Linked DNA regions of Mus musculus: region 2 is linked to region 1. A link is a contact called in public promoter capture Hi-C data. All regions are on one chromosome and are shown on one strand. Each heading gives the region's core, a stretch centred on a gene start, on an enhancer-like site or on the middle of the called end of the contact. The rest is flanking DNA. Distances are from core to core; before and after follow the strand shown. Region 1 holds the start of Zfp974 (zinc finger protein 974). Region 2 holds the start of Egln2 (egl-9 family hypoxia-inducible factor 2).

Region 1 (6,465 bases), core at 2,035-4,534:
CACACACACACACACGAACAATGAAAAGAGAAGAGGGTGAGCGTCACTCATTCAGTAAATGTAGTCCCAGGCGATCCAGGACTCCTTGGGATTTAAAGGTCGTTCAGCATTGAGGGGGGGGGAAGGCAGCGGCCCAGGCTCGCTAATTACAATAGGCATACTTCATATTCAGTAGATTCAGGTCTGACATATTTAAAATATAAATATTCAGCCAATTATGGTGGCACACACATGTAATCCCAGCACTCAGGAGGCGGAGGCAACAGATCTCTGAGTTCGAGGCCAGCCTGGTCTGCAGAGGAACACAAAGGACAGCCAAGGCCACACAGAGAAATCTTATGTAGAAAAGACTATAACCAAAATCAAACAAAAACAAAATGAACAGCGGCAACCAAAACTCCCCACAAGAACATGACGGAAGTATGGAAATCAATGTTCATTGTGGAGAGGGGTGGCTCACTCACGGATAGATCTAGAAGAGGGTGGAGGAAGGAAGGGGGAAGGGGATGAAGGGATTTCTCAACACATGCCTACAGTCACCTTCAGAAGCAGGAGAGAAAACTTGGAAAGAAACACAGATGCATCTTTGTGTGAGGAGGAGGGGGAAGCTATGCACACACAGAGCAGGAGACAGAGGTGAGGAGGAGGGGAAGCTATGCACACACAGAGCAGGAGACAGAGGTGAGGAGGAGGGGGAAGCTTTGCACACACAGAGCAGGAGACAGAGGTGAGGAGGAGGAGGAGGGGGAAGCTATGCACACACAGAGCAGGAGACAGAGGTGAGGAGGAGGGGGAAGCTATGAACACACAGAGCAGGAGACAGAGGTGAGGAGGAGGGGGAAGCTTTGCACACACAGAGCAGGAGACAGAGGTGAGGAGGAGGGGGAAGCTTTGCACACACAGAGCAGGAGACAGAGGTGAGGAGGAGGGGGAAGCTTTGCACACACAGAGCAGGAGACAGAGGTGAGGAGGAGGGGGAAGCTATGCACACACAGAGCAGGAGACAGAGGTGAGGAGGAGGGGAAGCTATGCACACACAGAGCAGGAGACAGAGGTGAGAGGAGGAGGGGGAAGCTATGCACACACAGAGCAGGAGACAGAGGTGAGGAGGAGGAGGGGAAGCTATGCACACACAGAGCAGGAGACAGAGGTGTGAGGAGGAGGGGAAGCTATGCACACACAGAGCAGGAGACAGAGGTGAGGAGGAGGGGGAAGCTTTGCACACACAGAGCAGGAGACAGAGGTGAGGAGGAGGGGGAAGCTATGCACACACAGAGCAGGAGACAGAGGTGAGGAGGAGGGGAAGCTATGCACACACAGAGCAGGAGACAGAGGTGAGAGGAGGAGGGGGAAGCTATGCACACACAGAGCAGGAGACAGAGGTGAGGAGGAGGAGGGGAAGCTATGCACACACAGAGCAGGAGACAGAGGTGTGAGGAGGAGGGAAAGCTATGCACACACAGAGCAGGAGACAGAGGCAGAAAGAGCTGAGACTGGGGATGTGGCCTGCAGAACCCCAGGAGGAATTCAAGTGACTGCAGCTAAGGAAACGCTTGTGGTGGACATTAATCTCTAGTTACGTATTCAGCACCACACAGCTCCTGTGGAGAAAATGGAGGGCAATTATCTGATTTTACTTCCATGAAGGATAAGGGGTAGCACTAAGAAAAGAACTGTGATGGAGCAGACTGACCAGAATCACACTGTGGAGAGAAAGGAGGACGGAACACATTGGCATGACAGAAGGCTAAGCATCTTTATAAATGATCCAAAAGCCAGTGGAATAACAAAACAGGAAGCTTTGCAGAAACAGTCACCTAGATATAGCTGGGGACTCCTGGTCTAGTATTAGCCTATGGGATATCTTAAAAATAGATACAGTCTTTAAGTTTCAAAAGTGCAGTAGAAACAAGTGCTGTCACCGGAGTTTTTTGTCTTAGCCATTCTGATTGTTGTAAGGTAGAATCTCAGGTCATTTTGATTTGCATTTCCCTGATCACTAAGGACTTTGAACATTTCTTTAAGTGCTTCTCCATCATTTGGGATTCCTCTGTTGTGAATTCTCTGTTTAGCTCTATACCTTATTTTGTGGTTGGGTTGTTTGGATTTTTGAAGCTTAGCTTCTTGAGTTCTTTATATATTTTGGATATTAACCCTCTATAGGATGTGGGGTTAGTGAAGTTTTGTCCCACTCTATAGGTTGCTGATTTGTCCTGACTACGTCCTTTGCCTTACAGAAGCTTTCCAGTTTTATGAGGTCCCATTTATCAATTCTGGATCTTAGAGCCTGAGCTCTAAGACATTGTTGGTGGGATTGCCAACTGATACAACTACTCTGGAAATCAATCTCGAGGATCCTCAGAAGTTTGGAAATAGATCAACCACAAAGACCCAGCTATACCACTCTTGGAATATACCCAAAAGATGCCCCACCATACCACAAATCCACTGTGTTCATAGAGGTCTTATCTGTGAAAGCCAGAAGCTGGAAACAACCCAGATGTCCCCCAATGGAAAAATGGATACAGAAAATGTGGGTCATTTACATAATGGGATAGTATTTAGCTATTAAGAATGAGGACATCATGAGTTTTGCAGGCAAATGGGTGCAACTAGAAAATATCCTGAGTGAGGTAACTCAGACACAAAAAGAGTAAAAGGCATGTGCCACCATAATCTGAGTGTATTTTAGTTCTTAGACAGGGTTTCACTGGGTAGTCCTCGGTGGTCTCTTCTCACAGACATGCAGCTGGCTGTACCTCCCCATCGCTGGGATAAAAGCCATTGCTACCACGCCCAGCCATGTTTACTATCACTTGATGTCTTGGCCTCTTTATTATCACTGGCAATGTTCTTTGCCCCCAAATCTGCCTCCATTTTATAATCGACTTGAGTTTTCTTTTGATTATGTAAAGATGGTCACTTTGAATCTGCTAGAGTATTTATCTTTAACATATTTTCTGAAGTTAACAGATAGCTGGGTCTGACCTCTTTTCAAATCTAATGTGACAAACCTGTACTTTAGCTTTTAGACCGATTACAGTACTTTCAATGCGACTAGTTTTATTATGAGGATCGTCTAGCCTGTCTAACAGACACAGTACGGTTGTTGCATAGCATGTGGTCCTCAGTCACATTTTCTATCTAGAGCATCCCTGCCTTTTTAAGGGCGAGAAAATCAGTTCCCCGCAGAACCGGAAGTAACTTTTACTCAAAGGAGGGCGCCTCCCCTTTAAGCGCGCACCCCCGTGGGAACTCCCACAAACCACTGGGCTCCGCTCGCAGATCTGGCATCCCCGCCCCCAAGAGCCGGGCTTCACGGGGGCTTTGCTGGTGATAACTGCATTTTTTAGGGTCACCACGCCGAAACTAGCGCATAGGCTTTTGGTGTTCTGGTGCCGCTAATGCGGAAGGTCCGATCTTTGTGGTCGGCGGAAGAAATTTCAGGTTGGCTTCGGTCTCCATGGAGTAAGGCCTGAGGCAGCCGGCTGGGAGTGGGCGTGTGCGGACGGTCGTATAGGGTCGCTGTTTGTTGATGTGATAGTGTGTGTGTGTGTGTGTGTCCACACCTTGATCTCTCTGCATTATCTGGGGCTCTGTGCGCGTCGCTTTCTGCTCCAACTTTCCCTCGCGACCACAGGAACCAAAGCAGAGGACTAAGTTTCAGTAAGGAGAGGTCAGGCTAGGTACAGACTTGAGCTTGGGAGGAGCATTTGGGGCTGAAAGTGCCACCGAGGGTGACCTAGGAGGGTGGTTACTTGTTGAATTCCATGACTTTCTCAGAGCCCTAGCTGTGTGAGTGTTGAGGGAACTGAAGGAAAGTGCTCAGTGCGGATGCTGCCAGAGCATGATGGGGATCTCATCCTTGCGCAGGCTCCCCGCGAAGGCCATCAGTCAAAAGGAGGGCTTGAGAAGGATGGGATCATTATTGCTGCCCATCTAAGAGTCAAGGATGAGTGTACTCTTCTTTTCTGTTTGAGAAATGAGTTTTCAATTTTATAATATGGAATTGTCAGTAAATGCAGGTAGGTGAACGTACACATTCATACCTCCACCGCTGTGGCCCTTACGTTGTCCCTGCCCTTAGGTCCTGGTGTTCACATGACCATTTCAATTACCCTTGACTTTTTCTCCCTAAATCACTTCCTTTCCCCACATTATAGACAGTGCTCATCTTGGGTTCATTGTCTGCAGGGTATGGCAGGACAAGGGAGTGTTAGAAAGAATGCAAATACTGGTTGTATATTTAAGGAAATGACTCATAAGCTCTAGTCTGTACAGTGTACATTTTAATCTCAGCATTTTGGGAGGCAGAAGCAGGAGGATCATTGTAAATTAAGGATCAGTTTGATCCACATAGCAAGTTCCAGGAGGGGTGTGCTACAAAATGAGAACCTGTTTCAAAACAAGGAGAAAACGAAATGAAGGTAATAATGAAGAGCAGAATTTTAAAATTTGTATTGTGTTCAGTGTGATAATTTTACAGAGCACAAGGTGGTCCTCACAGAGCCCAAGGCAGGACAGTTGTGTCAGCCCTGCGGAGGTTGAGAAACTCAGTTCTAGGATCAAAAGACCTAGGACACCCAGAACAAACTTAGCATTATTTTGTTCAAAATCTCCCATAATATGGAAAGAGGGAAACATATACTCACCTCCTGTGACAGGATGTTTTACAGCTAATTATCTTCATAAAGGATCATGGCTTGAGACAACATAAGTGTTATCATAGATGAGGGAAGGTTCTCAGGAGAGTGGTCCATGGTGCACAGTCCCATTCACTAACAGTGGGCACAGAATGCTGGACGCTGCCTGAGCATCACAGCTGCAGCCCCTCCAGCCTCGCTGTGCTTCAGCCCTGAGTTTACACAGGAGGGGCCACCTGGATGCTGTGAGCCCCTGTGAGCCTTGATAGGTGGGGTTCCAGTAGGAAGATCTGAGATCTGCGCACAGTAGGAGGAGCGGCCCAGGTGCAGGGCGAGCTGGAGCTCAGGGTGGAAGATGGATCCCTTCTGCTGGCCTCTTCTGGAGGAGTTCAAGGCAGATATGTTTGTGCCCTGCACTCCCACACTGCCCCCTTGGCCGTGGGTTGTCTGGGTTAGGAGGTGATCAGCTTTGTGTAGACTCCTGTGTGCTTCCAATTTGTGTGTGGGAGGCTGTGAGCGGTGGGAGGGGAGAGAGTGAGTGGGGAGGCTTGAGAAATAAGTGTAGTCGATGACATCACAGTGACAGAAGTCAGCCTGGGAACATCAAGTCACAATGCAGTGAATGGCTTTCTTTTTGTCCCCCAGGGGAGGAAGCCTGAAGAAGAATGGCCAGCTCTAGTTCCCAAGACATGGTCTGTGTAAGTTGTTTTTCTCTCTTGGACATAGAGTGACTTCAGGTTAGGTGACTCCTGCCCTCTTTCCCTCTTGAAGCTTCCCAAGGATCCGGATTCCCCCAGCCCAGTCTGCCCCTTTCCAGTGAGGGCTGGCAGGTCTGAGCACTTCCTGTCTGTGCTTCTTCCCAGCGTGCACTGCGGTTGTCTTTGAATGCATTTCTCCACGTGTGCTCTCTGCTTGGTCTGTGCTCAGGGAGGACTGTCCCTGCAGTGGAGGTGTCAGTCCCACAGGGAAACAGGGGCCTTGGGGGCTTCAGAGCTTTGAGGGGATGGTCTCATTGAGTGCCCTGGGAAACCTGATTGACATCTGTGGTGTTGTCAGCCTGGTGATGAATTGTTGGAGAGTTTCCCCTATGCATGGGTGTGAGGAGATGACTTCCCCGAGGAAGCCTTAGGGGAGAGTCCAGGTGTCAGAGGGAAAGGTCATCCAGGCTGTGATAGGGAGGTGACTGCAGTCTCCAGAGTCAAGAAGGACCTGAGACACATTGTTTCTTGGAAGGTTTTGTTTTCATTCATGGAAAGAAAGAAAGAAAGAAAGAAAGAAAGAAAGAAAGAAAGAAAGAGGTTAAGCCTAACATGTACATAATATGTACTTATACTTAGTAAGTTTATGGCCTCTTGCATAGTGTATAAAATCATTCTTATGACAACAAATGTTAATGACATCATGTGATAGTATGATAAACTCAAGGACTCACAGCATTCCTTATGTGTTTTACCCTGACCCCAGGTGACATTTCCCTTCTGTGGGTATAGCCTGAGGGATGTGGGTGGAGTGGAGAGGCACAGGTATTGGCTATGTAGGTGGGCACAGTCGTCGTTTATGGGGGGCTCATGCAGTCAGGTGCCTTGAGCATTTCCTTATGGCTCCCTTCCCACGCTTGAGTCCTTTCCCTCCTGGTTTCCATCTTGAAAGCTTCCCCAGTTTCACTCTCCTTGTGTTTGCTCTTTCAGGGGTCAGTGACATTTAGGGATGTGGCTGTTGACTTCTCTCAGGAGGAGTGGGCCTGCCTGGATGCTACTCAGAAGGTCTTATACAGGGACATGATGTTGGAGACCTACAGCAACCTGGTCTCAGTGGGTAAGCC
Region 2 (6,465 bases), core at 1,063-3,562, 760 kb after region 1:
GCTCAGGTTGGTCTTAAATTCACCATCCTACTGCCTGTACCTCTCCAGTCCCGAATATCATGTGTGAGTCACCGCCTGGCAAGGGCCATGGTAGTTAGGTACCGAAATGCTCCTGTACAGATGCAAACCTGTACAGGGCTGTGTTTGGAGAATGAGTCCCCCACATAACCTGCAGAGGGACAACAGAGTCAGACAGTGCACGGTCTGGAAAATAAAAATAAAAATAAAAGAGTCCAGGCAGACAAAGGCCAGGAAGACGTCTAGAGACCAGCTTCGGACCCTCCAGGTCACAATGCCCTTCTCTTTCAGCTCACCTGTTCTTCTGGACCAGCCCTGCCCGAAGGCTGGGGCTCAGAACCAGGCCCCAAGAGGCCAGGCCCCAATCTGCCCCAGTCTCAGAAAAGTTACTCCATCCCCCATCCCCCTTCGCTGGCCTGGTGGGGCCTGGCTGTGGGGCAAGATTGAGCCACAGGGGAAAGGGGACCCCATACCTGCTGCTGCTTCCTCTGCCTTGGCTAACTCTAGTCCCCCTGAGCCCCAAACCCTACCTGAAGAACTCCCAAAGCTTGAGACCAGGGCCGTTTGGCCCCAACTTCCTGCCTGGCCCCGCTGTTGCAAGTCTGTTATTTATTACCTGGAGGCCTGTTCCATCCTGTCCTGGTCCTCCATAAAGCATTGTTTACACCTGTGTTTCGGCCTCTGTCATTCTGAGATGAGGAAACCGAAGTGGTCTCTAATGGAAGCTATGAATAGGCCTCTGCATGAGGAGCCCCTGTTTGTGGGTGGTGGGACTTGGTTTGTGGGACAAGTTGGGGTAGGTACATCCTGGCTCACGTACTCATTGAGGACAGAGTTCGTCATTGTATACATGTCCTTGCTTTTTCCTACACACAGCCCCCCTTTTTGACACAGGGCCTTGTTATAGCCTAGACTAACCTGGAATTTGAGGTCTCCCTGCCTCAGCCTCCCATGAGCTGGGATTACAATGTACCCATCCCAGGTTGTGTACATGCTTCATGGTAGTGGCAGTACACGATCCATCAAAGGTGGTGTGTGCAGCGATGACATCCCTGTGTGTGACATGTATGGGGCAGTATGACACTGTGGCATGTGAGTAGTCTCTGGCCTGGTGACTGTGTTGGTGAGGCTGCTGTTGTGTGCAACATCAAGACCGAGGACTTGGGAATCTAAGGGGGGGTCTTGAGTCTGTGCCTGGTTTGACTTAGTGTACACCACCTCATGTCTGCAAACTAGGACGGTGGCTCACTGTGTTCCTAAAAACACGTGCTCCTGAGGTTTGTGTGTGCACTGATGGAGATTTGTTTCTTTGTGTGTGTCTGTGTGCCTGCGAACACGAACATTCTTCGCCATGTGCCACTGTGGTTCTTGTGCAACCCGGACTCCTGGTCATACTTAATGTACCCTGATGTCTTTATAGCCATAGCCTTCTGGAGACAGGTGCAGCCCCCCTCAGGACAGCTTCAGCTGCTCTCACAAAATGTCAGCAAGTATCCAAGCCCACTTATTGCCCATTTGTTAGGCCCTGGAGTTGGTGGAAAGGGTCGGGCATTCAAATAACCCTATCCACACAGCCCTCCCCGGAATGGTGGTATAAATATTAAGAGTAGCTTAGTGGTAGAGCGCTTGCATCGCACATGTGAAGCTCTGGATTCAGTCTCCAGCACTACAGAAACAAAAAATCCGCTTGGGCTACAGAGGAGCTGGGTTTTGCAAATGTCTTCTTTGTGAGTCTGTCCCAGGTTGCTTTAATCTGACTCCCACAGTTGCCCTGAGGGAGCAGCGAGGAGCGGGTCATGCAAATAGTACACATTTGCTCATTTGTTCTACCCGGTTTCGCTTCTCTAAGGACGTCCCGTACTCACCGTTATTTTTTTTTAAGTGCTTATGTAAATTACTGACGTAGGAATTTACATACACTTTCCAACTAACTGCGCAGTCATTTCTCAATATACTCTTGGGCTGTGTGCAGGAGCGGCCCATGTAAATGAGACATTTGCATAGCAAATGCCAAGAACCCAGCTGACAAGTTCACTGACACTTTTGGCTCCGAGGGGTGGGCCTTTCTGTGTGAAACTGCTCTTTTGTACCCCTCTCCAAGGGGCCGTCTTGAGAACTCACAGAACGCCTTTTACTGAACCTGCGTGTCTGCTTTCGCGTGGAAGGGGAGGAGCACATAATGCAAATAAGCCTCGCGTCCCGGACCAGCTCACTTCTTGGGCAGTGCGTTCTAAGCCTCCTGTCAACGTGCGGTTCGCGCACGCGCAGTCTCCTCGGCCGGGCCGCTGTCACGTGCCCAGCGGGCGAGGCGGGGGCGGGGCGTCGCGGGCGGTGGGGGGCGGGGTATGGCGCGCTGCGAAGCGCAGGGCGGCTGGCACAAACGGCGGCGCCGAGGCCGGAGGAAAAAGCTCGGTGAGGAGGTCGCGCGAAGGGAAAGACCCGGGGAGGAGAAGGAGTCTGAGGCCCGGTGGCCGGGCGCGGGCGACGGGGCTGGAGGCGGGAGCGCGCGCGGGCGGCAGCGACCCCACGCTAGGGCGTTGGGGGTGGGGAAGGAAGCGCGCGCCCGGCGCGGTGGGGCGGACCATTGGGGGCCACGGGAGCGCGCAATAACCACCAAGGGGAGGGGCCGGGCCGAGGCGGCCCCGCCTCAGTCACCCGGGGCGTCCCGCGGCCCCTGGGTCCTGGCGGAGGGGGTTGGGAGGAAGGCAGTCGGGTCGGACTCTGCTCTCGGGCTCCCTTCCGTCAGTCCGTCCGTCTGGCAGGACCTCCCTTCCGGCTGGGTGTGTGTCGGGCCCCAGTAGGCTTCCTCCCGTAGGGCACAGGTCGACCCCACCGGCCCTCCCGCTCCCCTGCCGTCTTGTTTTTCTCCCTGTTCTCTTTGTCCCTGGACTCCCGGTTTTCCCCGCCTGCCCTGGCTCGTAATCTTCCACCCAGGCGATTAGGTTCCCGCGAATGTTGCGCGGTGGCATTGCCCGTTGGTTCCCCACAACCCTGACTTTACCCTAGATTCCACACTCCCGTTTTCTGTGTCTCCTCCCTCCTCATCTCTCTGAGTCTCTATAGAAACCTCAGGCAGGTACCTTGTATTTTCCACTTGCATCGTCGCTTTTCGTCCACAGATATCTGTCTCCCTATCACCTTCCTCTCTGGGCCGTCATGCAACGTTCTCTGCACTTTCTCTCTATTACTCTTTATGCCAGACATTCCCTCTCAAATTCCCAAGTTATATGCCCCATGTTGTCTCCCTGTGTGCGTGTGTGTTTGTTGTGGCCCAGTCTGTCATCTACTTCCTGCTGGTACCATCCCCACCCCTTCCCACCTGCTCGTCTCTTGACTTCTTTTAAGTTCTTCCTTTTCTCTTTTCCAGCCACCCCCATCAGTCCCTTCTCAAGCTCCTAGAGACAACTGTGGACTTGGGGACCAGCGAGCACCCCCAGAGCACTAGAGGAGCCCCTGCTGCCTGCCCTGCCTCACCCTGCCCCACACGAGGCCCAGCGGCCCCGGGCTGCATCAAGTGGAGGAGGAGGAGGCGGAGGAGGGTGGCACCATGGGCCCGGGCCGTGCCCTCCATGCCCGGGGGATGAAGACACTGCTGCCATGGACAGCCCGTGCCAGCCGCAGGCCCTGAATCAAGCTCTCCCTCAGTTGCCAGGGTCTGTGTCAGAGTCCTTGGAGTCTAGCCGAGCCAGAATGGGGGTGGAGAGTTACCTGCCCTGCCCTCTGCTCCCGGCCTATCACCGTCCAGGAGCATCTGGGGAGGCCTCGGCTGGCAATGGGACCCCCAGAACCACAGCCACTGCTACTACGACCACTGCCAGTCCCCTGCGGGAGGGCTTTGGTGGGCAGGATGGTGGTGAGCTTTGGCCACTGCAGAGTGAAGGTGCTGCTGCGTTGGTCACCAAGGAGTGCCAGCGACTGGCGGCCCAGGGTGCCCGGCCTGAGGCCCCCAAACGGAAGTGGGCCAAGGATGGTGGGGATGCCCCTTCACCCAGCAAGCGACCGTGGGCCAGGCAAGAGAACCAGGAGGCCAAGGGGGAAAGTGGTATGGGCTGTGACAGCGGTGCCAGCAACAGCAGCAGCAGCAGCAGCAACACTACCAGTAGCAGTGGCGAGGCAAGTGCTAGGCTGAGGGAGGAAGTCCAGCCCTCTGCACCTGAGCGCCTGGCCCTGGACTATATTGTGCCTTGCATGCGGTACTATGGTATCTGTGTCAAGGACAACTTCTTGGGGGCAGTACTGGGTGGCCGTGTGCTGGCTGAGGTGGAAGCCCTGAAGTGGGGCGGGCGTCTTCGTGATGGGCAACTAGTGAGCCAGCGGGCGATCCCACCGCGCAGCATTCGTGGGGACCAGATTGCCTGGGTAGAAGGTCACGAGCCAGGCTGCCGGAGCATTGGTGCCCTCATGGCTCACGTGGACGCAGTAATCCGCCACTGTGCAGGGCGGCTGGGCAACTACGTCATCAATGGGCGCACCAAGGTAAGGCACTTTTCTGGTGCGTGCCTGATGCTGTGGCATGGGGGTCTGGAGACAATCCTCTGCGGGTTATGTAGCAGGGTGTAGGCACCTCCGTCAGAGGGGCTACAGTTACCTCCCTCCAAACTTTGAGTTTTGTACCAGAAATAGTTCAGCCCGGGGTGGTGGTGGTCCTCGACCTTGGGAGACCCAGAGCCCCTGACTGTCCAGACTCTCCTTAGACCACGGGTAGTGAAGCTGGCACGCAGATGGCAGAACCAGAAGGCGGAGGGAAGGCTGGCAGTGTCGAGTTAGCCTAGGCCGAGGATGGGGTGCTGCCTGTCTAGTTGAGCACGGAGCCTGGCCTCCATTCTGCCCTGTGAGCCTACTCTTGGAGCCAGGAGCACCAGGAGCAGCTTCCCAATGGTGACACTGGGTGACAGTGTGCTCGCGCAGGTAGAGCACTTGTCAGGCTCTTTCCCACTCTTCCCCGCCCCAGTCCCTGTTCTCTGTTCTCTGACTGTTTGTCACTTCCTACCTGCATGTCTCTGATCTCTTTCCTTGACCCTCTGCCTTTATATTTTTCTCCTCTATGCCTCCTTGTTGCAGAACAGTAGTTCTTAATGCTTTTGAAGTCAGGGCTTTTCGGATAAATCTGCTGAAAGCCGTAGACCTTCTTGGGAAAGGTGTACATTTAGTGGGCAGTTGTCAGGAGCCGACTGGACAGACAGTGACCTCCACGGCCTTTCTAGTCTGTTGACATACCTGTTTTCTTCATGGAAGGGTGTGTGAGTCTGAGGCTTGGTGTGATCTGAATACAGTCCGTTGAGAGAGTGCCTGCTGCAGGCTGGTGGTCTTACGGACTGCGCTCTGCCCTAATGGTGCCCTCCCATATCTCCACGGCCCTATCTTGGGTTCTGCCTCAGTACAGCTTTCTTTTCCGACTGGAACTGGCTTGGGCACCATGGCCCCTGCCTCCCATCCCCCAGGCCCAGGTCTGTTTCCTCCCCACCCCAGCTGGAACCTGCCCTACTTCCATCTCCCTCCTGTTACTTGATAGCTGAAGAGCCTCCCTGGGTTTGGCTTCTGTGCAGGCAAGATCGGTGTTGCTTCCCCAGCTCAGCAGCTTTGCAGGAGGGAAGTCAGTGGGGACACCAGGAGAGCTGAGCACCCAGGGACTGGGACATAGCTTTGTAGCCTCAGAGGATGAGAAAGCTGGTTCAAGTGCCTGGCTACTCAAGCAATTTGGGAAAGCAATTTAAAGGGATAGGTGGGGCCTCCTCCCACCTGTGTTAGTGACAGGACCTGAGCTAGGACTGTGGAGGGCTAAGAGTCAGGTTCTTTTAAGTGGCTCTTATCCCTCGGGAGGAAAGAACAGGTCAGATTGGTCAGAGGGACAGAGGGAGCTATAGCCCAAGCACTCTACATGGCAACTCCATGCTCTCCCACTTACAAAGGAAGGGCCACATGTAGCCTCCCTTACTGTGTTCGAGAGTTGTGACTGGGGGGTATTGAAGTGATCTGAGGCAGTGGCAGTGAGGAGACCGGCCAGAAGTGTGGCCTTGACCAGTAGTAACCTAGCCTAGGTCATTCCTGAGCAGAGCTCTTCCTCTGCCTTTCCCTTCCCTTCTTTCCCTGTCTCTTCTCTGTGGACTTGTAGCTGGAGGAATTGACTGGCATCAGGGTGAGCAGAGGGATCCCCAGGGAGGGTCCAGCTAGTGTAGTTTGCCCCTTTAATTGTAGCTTGGAGGCAGGGCCTGCTGTCTGACTGAGTCACTGGCTTCTGATAATGCTGTGTGTGGCATGGTATGGTCCTTGGTACATTATTCCAATAGCGGTGATTCCGGCATCCTGGAGAGTAAGTTTCTTTGTCACTCTACTGCTGTCCCTGTGGTTGAAACTTTTCCTTGGGGGGGGGGGCGGGGTGTCGCTGTTGAGAGCAGCACTTTGATACTGCAGGTAGAACCCTGGGTACTCTGGCTTGGCCCAGAGCTT

The links. Promoter capture Hi-C pulls out the DNA fragments that hold promoters and counts their contacts.
Region 2: a contact with region 1 is called in a promoter capture Hi-C map of pre-B cells, with 4 times the contacts expected there. The contact joins the promoter of Egln2 here to the promoter of Zfp974 in region 1. A contact is called at or near these places in 2 of 39 promoter capture datasets (cranial neural crest and pre-B cells).

What each region holds. Positions count from the first base shown.
Region 1 is chr7:27,926,277-27,932,741 of GRCm38.p6, reverse strand. It overlaps Zfp974 (zinc finger protein 974), which reads left to right and starts at 3,284. Exons shown (of 5, transcript NM_001374027.1): 1 at 3,284-3,447; 2 at 5,289-5,341; 3 at 6,332-6,458. The coding sequence starts at 5,309. Gm26891 (a long non-coding RNA gene) reads right to left here and starts at 6,334. Exons shown (of 2, transcript XR_881914.3): 1 at 4,653-6,334; 2 at 4,268-4,395.
Region 2 is chr7:27,162,649-27,169,113 of GRCm38.p6, reverse strand. Egln2 (egl-9 family hypoxia-inducible factor 2) reads left to right here and starts at 2,312. Exons shown (of 6, transcript NM_053208.4): 1 at 2,312-2,430; 2 at 3,386-4,494. The coding sequence starts at 3,616. It overlaps Rab4b (RAB4B, member RAS oncogene family), which reads left to right. Exons shown (of 8, transcript NM_029391.2): 8 at 310-681.